2 separate regions of the Zea mays genome follow, and region 1 is linked to region 2. A link is a contact called in public Hi-C data. All regions are on one chromosome and are shown on one strand. The core of a region is the stretch at or near the end of the contact, and the rest is flanking DNA. Distances in the headings are between cores, read along the strand shown.

Region 1 (6,849 bases), core at 275-2,774, 130 kb before region 2:
GCTGATTCCGTCCCCCGTCATTAACTTTCTGGTCTGCAAGTGGAAGCTGTTCTCTATGAAGATCTGCTGTATATACATCATAGTGTTCGCGCACTCACTGATCTTCGGCCCAGGATTTCTCACAGGAGGATTTTAGCATACGACAGAAGCTGAGCAGGCTAGCTGGATCCACATATATCAGCTCGCTGCAGCACACTAAACATCTGCTATACACGGCGGCTCAAAAAATACCACACTGTACATCACTTGCCTGCTTCAAATTCTCTCCTAGTAGCTCCTTCGTTTCATCTCATTTTTAAACGCCGGCAACAACAGACACCCCGGCCGGCCGGCTTTTGCTCCACCCACATATAATTTAGCTTCTCTGAACAACAACAAAGCTTTCGGCAAGGAAGAACACCACTACAAGAGAACAAACAAGAAGGTGGCAACGCCAAACACGGCCAAAAAAACATGGAGCGCTAGCTAAGCTCCTCTAAAACCCTCCTTGTCATTCTCTCTCGCCAAGGGAACTGCAGGCCGTTATATTAGGCCCTGGTTGGAAAGAGCCATCATGCTGCAGCTTTTCCCTGTGGAACCAAACCAATCCAGTACGTGCAAGTGGCCGGTTGTTTGTATATTCCGTCCCAACCTAATGAAGCCTGTCCTTGTGTGCTCCAGGAACCGGGAAATTAAAGCCTCGCAGGGAGACAATACATCTCCGGTGCACCGTCGGTTCGGTTGATCCGACGGCCCCGACTGGCTAGGTGGCTGGCTGCGGCCTCGCTCTGTGTGACACGTACGTACGTGCACAAGCACAACTCCCACTCGACACCGACTTGAAAAGAACACTAGTGGCAAACAGTAGTGTACCTTTTAACCACGACAGTGACACAAAGCTTCTTTTTTTTCCCCTCCTCCTGAAAAGCAGCAATGGCGGACTACTACGCATAATAATAATAATAATAGTTAAGCGATCGAGCGCGGCCTTTTTTCCTCGCCCTTGAGAACGACGACACGCTCGCGCGTGTGGAGGTCTGTCTTAAGCTCGCCTCGAGACAGCTGCAGGCATGGCGACGGCCACTGTGGGAAGAGGCCAAGGGAGAGATTTTTCTATGGACTATATATGGGGCGTTTCAAATTTTGTCACATTGCCCAACCAACCAAACAACCAAACCCTGTGTCTGTGATTGCCCGTCAGCGTCAGGCATGGACCTCTCGCTCTCGGCCGGGTCTCCGTTTACACTTCTTCAGAGACGTCCGAGATGGCGAGATCGACGTGCGTGCGTTCATCCAATCCACGCATGGCATGACGCGTCAACGTCACCGCCTGACGCGCAGGCACGCACGGCGCACACCTGATGAGCTGAGCTGAGCCGAGCTGAGCATGAAGTTCACTCAGATGGCTGAATGTCCTGTTGCAGTGCAAAGTTTTTAGACTTGCAGGACCATAAAATAAAACGCATGCGAGATGGTAGTAGCATCCTGCACCGGCGCCTGCCACCTCGCATCCATCCATCCATTCAATTGCTTGCAGGGATGGTGCCAGGCATCCTGTACATTTTTTTCTTTACGATCGAAATCAGACCAGAGCACTGTAACCGGCCGGCAGTAGTCCAGGGAAAATATTGAATGTGGGATTCAGGGGAAGCAGAGAGAAACGCACAGGGCGCACTGTAATTAAATGCTCTCAGGAGGGAGACGGTCAAAATAGGACCCAATGCCCACGAGACCTGTACTAGGCAGCATGACATCACAGCCGTGTTGGCTTTTCTGCTCTCCCTCAATAAGTAAGTAAATAAATAAATACATAAATGACTGGATTTTCCCTTCTGACATTAGTGATGTAATCGAATCAAATACGAACGGATATCACTGAAATCATATTTATTTTTATATTTTTATTCGAATTCGAATACGGATAACTTCATGTACGAATGTTCTCGGATACAAATACAGATAGTTGTGTGTCGAATACGGAACTAGTCGGACACAGATATTATCGGTAACGAATTTTTTTGTCAGGTGTCGTGTAAGACATCATTCCACACATATTATGGTTGTAATCATTTATCCACTCCTTAAGTCCAAAGATCTTTTTTAGCATTATATGTGTACATATGTCAAGTTTTTTGTGTGAAAATTCATGAAGCTTTAGGCTATGTGCGTATTATTAATTTATTTCGCATCAAATCATCAAAATGTAAAAAAGTTACCGAGGCTAATAAACATTATATAAGAATAGATGACCTCAAGTCTCCACATGAAAATGATAGAATGAAGTATCGTTTATGTTAAAACTTGGATACTTAGAGTGATTTCACGTGTAATTCATGCAACAAGTGAAAGTGGAATGAAAGAAACACTAGCATATTATGGATTTTATGGTCCAGATATTTTGGAGGGTTATAAGTGGGCATATGTTGTGCCTCCATAAAATTTCATAAATTTCTGAGGCTATTTGTGTATTATTAGTTTCTTTCTACAAAAAATCAACAAAATGCACACGGCTACCCGGATACGATATCCGAATATCCGAGAAGATTTATCCGAGAATATATCCGGATATTCGATATCCGACGGATATCAGACATATTGTGTTCGAATTCGATATCCAAACAGAATATCTATATTCGTATCTGTTATCCGAAAAAAGTCTGAATATCAAAAAATTTCACCTGAACCAGTATTCACCATCTTCGAAGCTAGATGTGGCCGGATATTTTTTGAACCATATTACATCACTATCTGCCGGGAAGAGCCAAAAAAAACTGCTACTAAGCCAGGCAAGAATAGTTTACTAAGGAAATGCAGCTTTGGTACGTAATAGAAAATGCACTTATAAAAAACCTCAAACAAAAAGCTGGTGACCAGAGCCGCACGACAAGGAACTACAAACACGATGAGCACATCCGACCTTTGCAACAAACACGTCAATCTCAGAGGGAAAAAAAAAGAAAAGAAAAAAGGTCGGAAAGTTGCACATGACTTTCTGCCAGGAATTAACTACTCTCTACTCTGGACGGAGCTCTGTCAATCTGTCACAAGAACAGAGAGCTTCGACTGCTTGGCATAGGCCATTTTCACTCACCCCCTCGATTGCCCAAGGGTTATATAGTTATATGTTTTTATCCCTCCACATCTGTTAACTCCCTAAGCCTCCATGTCTTAACGCTACAAATTCCCTACTGATGGCTTTCCTATGCTGCACCACGTGCCCCTTTCATGCTCTAGTGCCCCTGTCAGTAGCCCGCGCATTGCAGACCGTCCCTTTCGGCGTCCATGGTCGCGCCCTTTTCTGCATGTGCCTCAACTCAATTGTGCCAGCCGCTCTCGGCTCTTCAATCCACGTCGTTGATGCCCCTTCGCACTCCTAGTCCGACGGGGGTGAACCTCCCTCACCGGTCACCACTTCCTCAGCAGTCCTCAACTCCCATCTCTTTTTAGTCTAGCGCTTCTTTCATGTTGACATGTTGAAAATAATAATTGTTTAACGTCCTGTATATTTGTATAATTATTTTATTAAGTTTTAATTATATATGATGGTGACTTATGAAGACATTTGATTAATTATGTTATTGAATTCTTAGAAATGATTATCTCTAGACTCTATCATGTCCGATGTGTCATGTTTGATGTATATCTGAAACCCGATAGACATAGGCATGGATATGAATTGCAACCGTGTATATGTATATAGCTGCAGGTGCCTATCTGAATTCGATATGTTGTCATCCCTAACCATTGGGCATACCACGTTAATCCTACGCAAGCCGAATTTAACGTTTAGAAAATAGTATTCGATATTTACTCCTAATCATTTCTTTTTTTCACTTGGCCCATGAATATTGGGCGGTCCTGGCTATAGATGAGCATGCAGCCCAGAGCCCGGTAGCCCGGCACGCGGCCCGGTTTTTTGGCCCGGCCCAAGCACGGCCCGGCACGGCTGGATGCGTGCCCGGGCCGGCCCGGACCATTCCACCAGGCCGTGCCTGGGCTGCCGGCTACGCCCGTCGGGCGGCACGGCCCGGCCCGCCTAAAAACGGCAGGCACGGACCGGCCCGGTCCCGGGAGCGGCCAGCGGCTCTCTCCCTCTCTCCGCTCAAGTGGGCAAGTGGCTGCGCGGCTGGCCCCACTCTCCGCTCCGTCTCTCACTCTCCGTCTCTCGGTCTCTCCGCTGTCCGCTCGCTCGGCTCTCTCCCTCTCGCGGTCTCGCTCGCCAGTCGCCTCTCGCCCTCGACCTCTCCGTCGCTGCTCGCTCCGCCTGCTGCTCACCGCCTCACCGTCGGGCGTCGGCCGTCGCCGTAGTCTCTGCCGGATCCGTTCCGTGCGGCGCCGCTCTCTAGGCTCCGGCTCTGCATCGGTGAAATCCCTAACCCTAAATCCCTAATCTCCGCTCTCCGGACTCCGGCTCTCTCCCTCCCGCCGTCCCGCGTCATCGTCTCCGGCTCCGGGCTACGGCTTGGCAGATAAGTCCCTCTCCGGCTCTCTCTCCAGTCGGCCATCCCAATCCCTAACCCTAACCCTAATCTCCTCTTCTCCGGCTCTCCCTCTCGCGTCGTCCGTCGTCGTGCACTTTACCCCCGTCTCCGGCTCCGGGCTCCGGCTTGGCAGGTATGTCACTCACTCACTCTTCCTCAGTTTCTCACCACCAGTCAGCCATCTCAATCCCTAACCCTAAGCCTCGCTGCTTGCTTGTAGGTTGCCGGCCGACTACGTAGTCGTGCTAGTGCCGCCACTGCCGTCGAGGTACGGTGCCGAGATCGAAGGCGGTTATGGATGACGACGACGACAACGGTCGGTACCCTAGAACCATCAACGAGGAGCTCGTTGAGTTAGGGCAGCTTCCCGATGACGTCGACGACATGGGAGATGCTGCTGCTGCCTTGTTTGGTGTCGATAGCACTCATCCCGGACCAGTAAGTGATGCTGCTGGCTCTAATGAACTTGATTCATTGACTTCTTCTAGCACTGGTAAACGTCGATCTGCTGTTTGGGATGACTTCACTGAAGTCACAGAAAACCGTAATGGTAAGAAGGTGCGCATTGCGGGTATTTGCAAATTTTGCAAAGCTAGGTTGAGTGCTAATTCTAATGCTGGCACTGGACATTTGCTTAGGCACCAGAAATCATGTAAAAAGAAGTCTGATCATGCTGCTATGGTTCAAACTAGACTTGCTTTGAACCCTGATGGGTCTTTTAGAAACTGGGAATATGATCCTCAAGTGGCTAGAACTGAGCTTTGTCGTTTGATTGCTAGACTTGATCTTCCTTTAGGGATAGCTGACACAGATGCTTGGGATGATTACATTCAGCATGCTCACAACCCTAGATATGTTAGAGTATCTAGGTTTACAACTGCTAGAGACTTGGTTAAGTTATACAATGACAAATTAAAGAACTTAAAAGATGTTGTTTTTCCTACTGTGTCTTCTATTTGCTTGACTTCTGATATATGGTCTGGTAATGCCAAGGAAGACTACATTACTGTTGTTGCTCATTTTGTTAATGCTGATTGAGAGTTAAAGAAGTGTGTGATAGGCTTTAAATTGATCCAAGTGTCTCATAATGGTGTTAACATTGCTGAACGCATTGCTTGTGTGATTCAATACTTTGGCATGATTGATAAAGTGTTCTCTGTTACCTTAGATAATGCTTCTTCTAATTCAACTGCCATGCTCACATTGTCACCTATGCTTGCTGGTTATTTGGGTGCTGATGTTGATCCAACAGATACTAGTAACAAAACTTATAGTGTGCTTCATCAGCGTTGTGCCTGTCACATTATTAACTTGATAGTGAAATGTGGCTTGAAAAGGATTAAGGATTATTTAGATGTGTTTAGGACTGCTATTAATTTCTTAAACTCTTCTAACCAGAGAATTGGTTCATTTAGTAATTACTGCAAGGCAAAAGGTTGTAGATCTAGAAAATTTGGTTTAGACATGGATGTTAGATGGAATTCAACTTATCTTATGCTAAAACATCTCTTGCCGTATAAGTCTGTGTTTTCTGTGTTCATTAATACACACTATGGCTATCCTCTACTGAATGAACAACACTGGTATGTAGCTGAAAAGGTTTTGGAGTTCCTTGAGCTGTTTTATGAATCAACTGTTGTCTTGTCTGGTGTTTATTATCCCACCAGTCCTTTGGTAATCCATCACATACTTGAATTTGCTAGCCACCTGCATGAACATGAACATGATACTAATCTAAGTGATGTTGTTGTTCCAATGAAAGCTAAGTTCATGAAGTACTGGAAGTCTATACCAATGTTATATTCCTTTGCATTTGTTCTAGACCCTAGAGCTAAAATGAGGGGTTTGTATAATGTTCTTGAACTGCTTTCTCAATCTAACAATTATAATTACAGCACTTATTTTGCTGATGTTAAGACTGAGTTGTATAAGCTATATGCCAAGTATGAAACTAAGTTTGGTGCTGCTAGGCCATCTAGAACCACACATCAATCAGGTATGACAGGTAAGAGAAAACAGGCTTGGGGTAAAATTTTTGGAGGAACAGGTTCTTCTAGATCCTCAACTGCATCAGGTTCTTCAGGTAGTAGTGGACCTGGTGTGGGTATTTGTGAGCTAACTGTTTACCTTGACAGTGACAATGTGGCTGCCTATGAGGATGATTTTGATATCTTAAATTGGTGGCATGAGCATAAACTAACATATCCAATTCTTTCAATTATGGCTAGAGATATTATGTCTGTTCCTGCCTCAACTACTTCTTCGGAGTCTACTTTTAGTTTGTCTGGCAGGATTCTTGAGGATCGACGACGGCGCTTGAACTCAGAGACAGTGGAGATGTTGGTGTGCATCAAAGATTGGGAGCTAGGCCAACAGCGGGCACAACATG
Region 2 (6,347 bases), core at 3,692-6,191:
GAGTGGTCAGGGCTAGATATAAACATTTATATCCTAGATGATAAAAAAAATAAGTACATGTAATATACCGTCCTTGCGATACAAAATCAAGGCCTGTCTCTGGTTTTGAGCACACTTACGTTGTTTTGAAGTGACGCGGCCTCATTGAGGAGGTTGAACAAAGCCCGGACTTTCTTCTGACATCTTAAAAGTTCAACATCAGATTCGAACAAAAATAACTTCAAAGCAAAAGGAGCAGCAGTTGAGAGAGTGGAACCTTTCTTGCCATACTCACAAGCACGAGAAGAGTTGTATGACCTCTGTTTCGTAGTGCCTGACCATTGTACATAGACGCTTTCGATTCAAGCCGCATCTTATTTTATTGGATAGAACAGTTATTCGATCTATCCAATAAGCACAAATTATATCAAATAGCGCATTCTTTTGTTTCATATATGGCGTTATTTTGTACCAATCTATGCCGGATACTAAAAATACTAGTAGAGTGCTCGTGCGTTGCTACGGTTTGTGTCAATACGTTATTGTCGAAACATTTTTAAGCTATTAATTTTTTTTATAACATTAAGAGTGGGAAAACTTAACATACTTTCGCAACCAATAATTGAATAGTAATTATGTTTTTTTATAATTCAGATAGATTAATGAAAGAAATACAAATGATAATGGAACTCATAAATTTTTATACCAAATATTTATACACGTACAAATTTCATATCATTGTAGCAGCAAAAAAATAGCTTGGTAAGCATAAACCTAAATATTCATATGATGGCAAACGCCTATGAAGTAAACACTTCATTGTACATGATATTAATCTGGGTAGGTGTACCAACTGATTCGTTGATATTCTCAATTGTCGTGGAAGTGAGAACTTTGAGGTTTCTTGTAGCTTTTGCACGTGACATGGTCACATATATAGTTGCACATGCAAGAGCACCAGATTAGGTAGATAAATACGGATATAAGACATTGTTTGTCCTTGAGCTTTATTGATAATTCTTGCGAAGCTCACTCTAATATAGAAATTGTTTTCTCTTAAACACGAAGGGTACATTTTATCATGTTGTTAGCACCAAATCCTGGCCGAAGGGCTCCATAAAGAAAGTATTCGGCCGTGAAGAAAATAAACATGTAAATAGGAATAGGCCTTTTACCGAAAATAAGTAATACATTAGATGTCAATGTAAGTTAGGAAGTGCTTATCACTTTAGCCCGTGAGGCTATATTTTGTAACATATATTCTCATGAATAAAGAAAGAAGTCATTCGTTCATCAAACTGTGGGTGCTTCTCATCCTCTCGGCGCATCACTGAAAGCCATTCATTTGCCAAGTAGCAGGTGCTTCTCATCCTCTCGACGCATCAGTGGAAGCCATTCATTTGCTAAGTAGCAGGTGCTTCTCATCCTATCGATGCATCGCCACCCCTTCCCCAAGGGTTTTCCAAGGTAAGCGTTATACTGCCCTAATGTGGTCTCTTATCGTGTCAGGTCGGCATGGTGTCACCACCTTACCCTGATAGATCTTGTGCTATACGTTGTTGTTAGAAAGATCTACTAGTTACCTTGTGTACCTTCAATTTATACATTTACCTCTATGCTTCATGCTATTAGGTTGATTTTACACCACCACATGTGTATCCCTTTACTGGTTGTCACACTCCATGACATGCTAATTACACATAGGCATGCGGCAGCTCGGATGCTCGATACACATATGGCACCCTACTTTACATGGTTAGTCTCGTTGTTTACTTCGGTTGGACTTTTTTAAGGTCCTGATCCATGTTCACGTGCATGGCCAACAGTTCTCAGTGGCAAATGTTCCTAGGTTTATTAATATGATACATGTAGTAGATTGATTTGGGATGTTCCAATAGATGGTTTACTTTATATCTGGCCCTATATTTGGTTAATGGTATGGGTAATAATGGTACTCCTATGGCCCGCTACTCCCTTCTTGGCCATGCACATAGCATGCATCGCTCTAGAGTAAGCAATCGACTTAATCATGCTTTAGGCACGTTTACTTTCATCAACAGTCACTTTTAGTGCATGATTACATTTATTGTTACATTAATACCCAACCTAGAACAGAAACGACCATCCGCTCAAGGAGCTAATCATGGCAAACCTCATAGGTCGATCCACACGATCCGATCGAAATTTAACATTTAGTTGATTGTTGTGCATTTGCAAAGTGGTACACCGACATCAACTCCCCCTTCCTAGTTGTCGGTCAAGCCAGGCGGCACACAGTGAACCCCTTGCCTAGAGCCACGGTCAGGAGGGACAATCGTAATAACAAGCACAACTATTGGCTCCTCTGGTGTGTCCACTGCCAAGGAGACCCCTTGTAGGTTCCCGCGATGATGCATGTCATGGACACAAAGGTATATATGGAATGAATACTCTCTTTGAGGTGTTGCTTTCTCAATGCCTCAGTCTAAGTCCACTTCGCATCCTGTGAACTACAAACATAAATACTTGCAAACATATTAGTCCACATGTTATGTTAATCGTCAAACAACAAAATCAATTAGTCAAATAGGTTGAGGTCATTTTCCATACAGTCTCCCCCTTTTTGATGATTAATGACAACACAACCAAAGCAAGCAAATATTAAATACAAAAATGAAATATACAATGTACTTGCTAAGGATACACGTGCATAGGCAAGATATATGAGATGCTAAATTGAAGGATATGTTGTCATTTAGAATTGAAACATCATTCTTGCATATGCAAACAATCCCCATAATGAGTGGTTATGAACTTAAGCCTCCCCCTAACTCCATAATCCTCATACTTCCTATCTTGGACCAAAACCAACATAAATAATCAATTAAAAGATTACAAAATTTTTAAAAATTAGTTTTGGTATTTGATATACTTTGGTCTACAAATTTCTCCCCCTTTGGAACTGAAAGTCGCCTAGAGGGGGGTAAATAGGCAAATCTGAAATTTATAAACTTTAAGCACAACTACAAGCCGGGTTAGCGTTAGAAATAAAAGCGAGTCCGAAAGAGAGGGCAAAAACAAATCAACCAAAGAAATAGAGCGGATGACACGGTGATTTGTTTTACCGAGGTTCGGTTCTTGCAAACCTACTCCCCGTTGAGGTGGTCACAAAGACCGGGTCTCTTTCAACCCTTTCCCTCTCTCAAACGGTCACTTAGACCGAGTGAGCTTTTCTCATTAATCAACGGGTCACTTAGACCCCTTACAAGGACCACCACAACTTGGTGTCTCTTGCTTGATTACAAGTTGCTTGAGAACAAGAATGGAGGAAGAAAAAAAGTGATCCAAGCGACAAGAACTCAAATGAACATAAATATCTCTCTCACTAGTCACTATTTGTTTGGAGCGATTCCGGACTTGGGAGAGGATTTGATCTCTTGTTTGTGTCTTGGAGTGAAGTCTAGAGCTCTTGTATTGAATGCAATGGTTGAAAACTTGGATGCCTTGAAGTGTGGTGATTAGGGGGTATTTATAGCCCCACCCACCAAAATGGCCGTTGGGGAGGCTGTCTGTTGATGGGCGCACCGGACAGTCCGATGCGCCACCGGACACTGTCCGGTGTGCCAGCCACGTCACCCAACCGTCAGGATTCGATCGTTGGAGCTCTGACAGGTGGGGTCATCGGACAGTCCGGTGGTGCACCGGACAGGTACTGTTCACTGTCCGGTGCGCCTTCTGGCGCCTGCTCTGACTCTGCGCGAACTGTCCGCGCACTGTAGCTGTGTTAACCGACCGTTGAACTCGAGCATTGCACTGGCGACCGTTGCTCCGCTTGGCACACCGGACAGTCCGGTGCGCCAAACCACGACAGTCTTCGGTGGGTTTTGCTCCTTTCTATTTGAACCCTTTCTTGGACTTTTTATTGGTTTGTGTTTGAACCTTTGACACCTGTAGAACTTATAATCTAGAGCAAACTAGTTAGTCCAATCATTTGTGTTGGGCAATTCAACCACCAAAATCATTTAGGAAAAGGTTTGACCATATTTCCCTTTCAGGAATCAAACACCGAAAAGGAAGACATGATAAAGCATATAGGAAGCAATAAAGCATTTTGCGCCTCTCAAAAAGATTTTCTTCCTTAAAAAAGTTTTCTCCATTTGATGAAGTAATCTGCCCCAACGCCCGTCTGGTAGGGTCGCAATCCTCTAGACCGGTGTCACCCTAGGTTTAATTATTATTTATTATAAGATTATTGTGTTAATTGGAACATGTATCGACCAACTGAAAATACAGTGCTACCACAAGGATGGAATAGGACGTCCTTGGCTAATTAATTAGGAAAGCTAGTGTGAGTTAACCCTTTCTTGAAAGGGCAAGCGGGTGGAGTGCAGGTATAGGGAGGTCATCGGGTCAGACAATCTGTATAGCTTTTTGGACAAGGGATTCCTATAACGCCTTTGGCCCGGAAACCGCAGTGGGTTCTCTCATCTAATGGAACTTTAGAAAGGTCTCGCGGTGGATCTCTAGCCATTTACCTTGAGAGTGTCTTAAGGGTCTTGCAAACCCTAGCTAAACTGGAAACATGTCTTATAGGTAAAGATGTGCAAACTCTGCAGTGGACACTCTCACGATCAAGAGCGGAAGTTTCCAACTTTTTAAGGACAAAGGAGTTCAACCTTGTATTTTCGTGCGGGTTGTGGTGCAAGTGGAAAAGGCCCCGTTTACGCTGGTCCTCCGTACTCCATGGTACAGCAGCAGGCAACTTGTCCCCATCCTCCACCTCACGTTGCCACTCCTGGGCTTCTCACAAAACAAGTCTCGAGGTCCAGAAACGCGGAGGCCCAGATGCATTTCGGCCGTCCATCAGAATCGTAAGCAAACGCAACTCGACAACAAAAGTCCGCGGGTTCTGTCTGTCCTGCTGTGCTCCTTCCTAAATCAGCAAATCCTATCTTGTCCGCTGCCCCCGCCGCCCCGCGGTTGGGTCGTGTCGTGTCCCCACCTCGTCTTCGTTCTGCTCCTACCAATTCCAGTCCCAGCCATCCGCCCGCCCAACTATGGCGGCAACGGCTCTGCTACTCCCCAGCCTCGCGGCGCTCACGGACACGCCGCGCCGCGCCCACAGGTTGCTGCAGCCGCAGCTCCAGCTCCAGCGCGGCTCCCTTGTCTCTCGGTCCCTCCGGCCTCCGCGGCGTCGGCGGCTCGCGGTCTCGGCCGTGCAAGAGACGAAGGAGGGGGAGGCCAAGACGGCCGACGAGATAACCGAGAAGTACGGGCTCGAGTTCGGCCTCTGGAAGGTAAGCGGGGGACACATCCAGGCAGCCTCCGAAGCACATGTGATGTGTGAGCTGAACGAATTTGTATTGCGCTCTGCGTGGCTGCAGGTGTTCAGCTCCAAGGAGGAAGAGGGAGGCGAGGGGAAGAAGTCGCGGACGGACCAGGCCAAGGAACTCCTGGCCAAGTACGGCGGCGCGTACCTGGCCACCTCCATCTCGCTCTCCATCGTCTCCTTCACTCTATGCTACCTCCTCGTCAGCGCCGGCGTCGACGTGCAGGACCTGCTCGCGAAGGTGAGCTGCTGCCTCCCCCCTCAAGCCAGCTGTGCTGTGCAATCGCCTCGCCAGCTGTGCCCTCGGCTCACAATTCAGGCCACGTATGGAATGTTCCTTTGCGCGTTGCAGGTCGGGATCGTGACAGGGGAAACCGGAGGGAAGGTCGGGACCTTCGCGTTGGCCTACGCCGCGCACAAGGCCGCGTCGCCGATCAGGTTCCCGCCGACGGTGGCACTGACGCCGGTGGTGGCCAGCTGGATTGGCAAGATCAGGAAGGGCGGCGACTGATGCGCCGCCACTCAAGTACACTTCTCACTGAATCATGTAGTCTATGCAAATAGCTATACATAAGCTTATATAGGTGTTCTACTAGCCGGTGCCAGCGAATCTATCTGGTGCTGCTTTTGTAAAAGCTGTTCGATGACGATTTTGAACAACCAGTAATGAATGACGAGTGGAGAGAGTTTTTGAACTAGAAGCTGACAATGCAGTGCGGTTGCTTCAGAGTTTAGCAATGATGTTTGCACTTTTCATAATGGATTTTGCTGATGATGCTTGACATTACTTTCTACACATCTAGCCAGCCTAGACACAATATGTACACAGAAACTGTGGCACCATCCAAATTCCAAAGGCAGAATCAAATGGACATAAAACCTGACCCTTTAAAAGCTGGAGGAGTGCACCTCTGTAACCAGCGGTTTAGTTTATGTGTCTGATTGAAGCATTGTTCTGCTTCCAAGCCATAGATACGCTGTACAAGCCACCAAACGTGTCACAGCAACAGTCCACAACAAAAGGCCTATCTCACCAGGCACATCTTGCCCACTGCAATCC

Evidence for each region. Hi-C and Micro-C count contacts between places; a contact is called where the count stands out from the background.
Region 1: a contact with region 2 is called in a Hi-C map of endosperm, with 2.4 times the contacts expected there. The contact joins the enhancer-like site here to the promoter of LOC100276592 in region 2. A contact is called at or near these places in 8 of 25 Hi-C or Micro-C datasets (bundle sheath, ear, endosperm and 3 more).

The regions. Positions count from the first base shown.
Region 1 is chr2:57,745,061-57,751,909 of Zm-B73-REFERENCE-NAM-5.0, reverse strand. No RefSeq gene overlaps it. Among protein-coding and RNA genes, the nearest start is that of LOC100279468, 4.3 kb to the right of the region's middle. Within about 2 kb of position 1,524, at least 15 of the 20 cell types and tissues checked have an H3K27ac peak or open chromatin away from gene starts, as enhancers often do. A contact at or near this core is called in bundle sheath, ear, endosperm and 3 more, where this site is marked.
Region 2 is chr2:57,620,990-57,627,336 of Zm-B73-REFERENCE-NAM-5.0, reverse strand. It overlaps LOC100276592, which reads left to right and starts at 4,941. Exons shown (of 3, transcript NM_001150344.2): 1 at 4,941-5,255; 2 at 5,343-5,528; 3 at 5,640-5,985. The coding sequence starts at 5,016. The coding sequence ends at 5,798.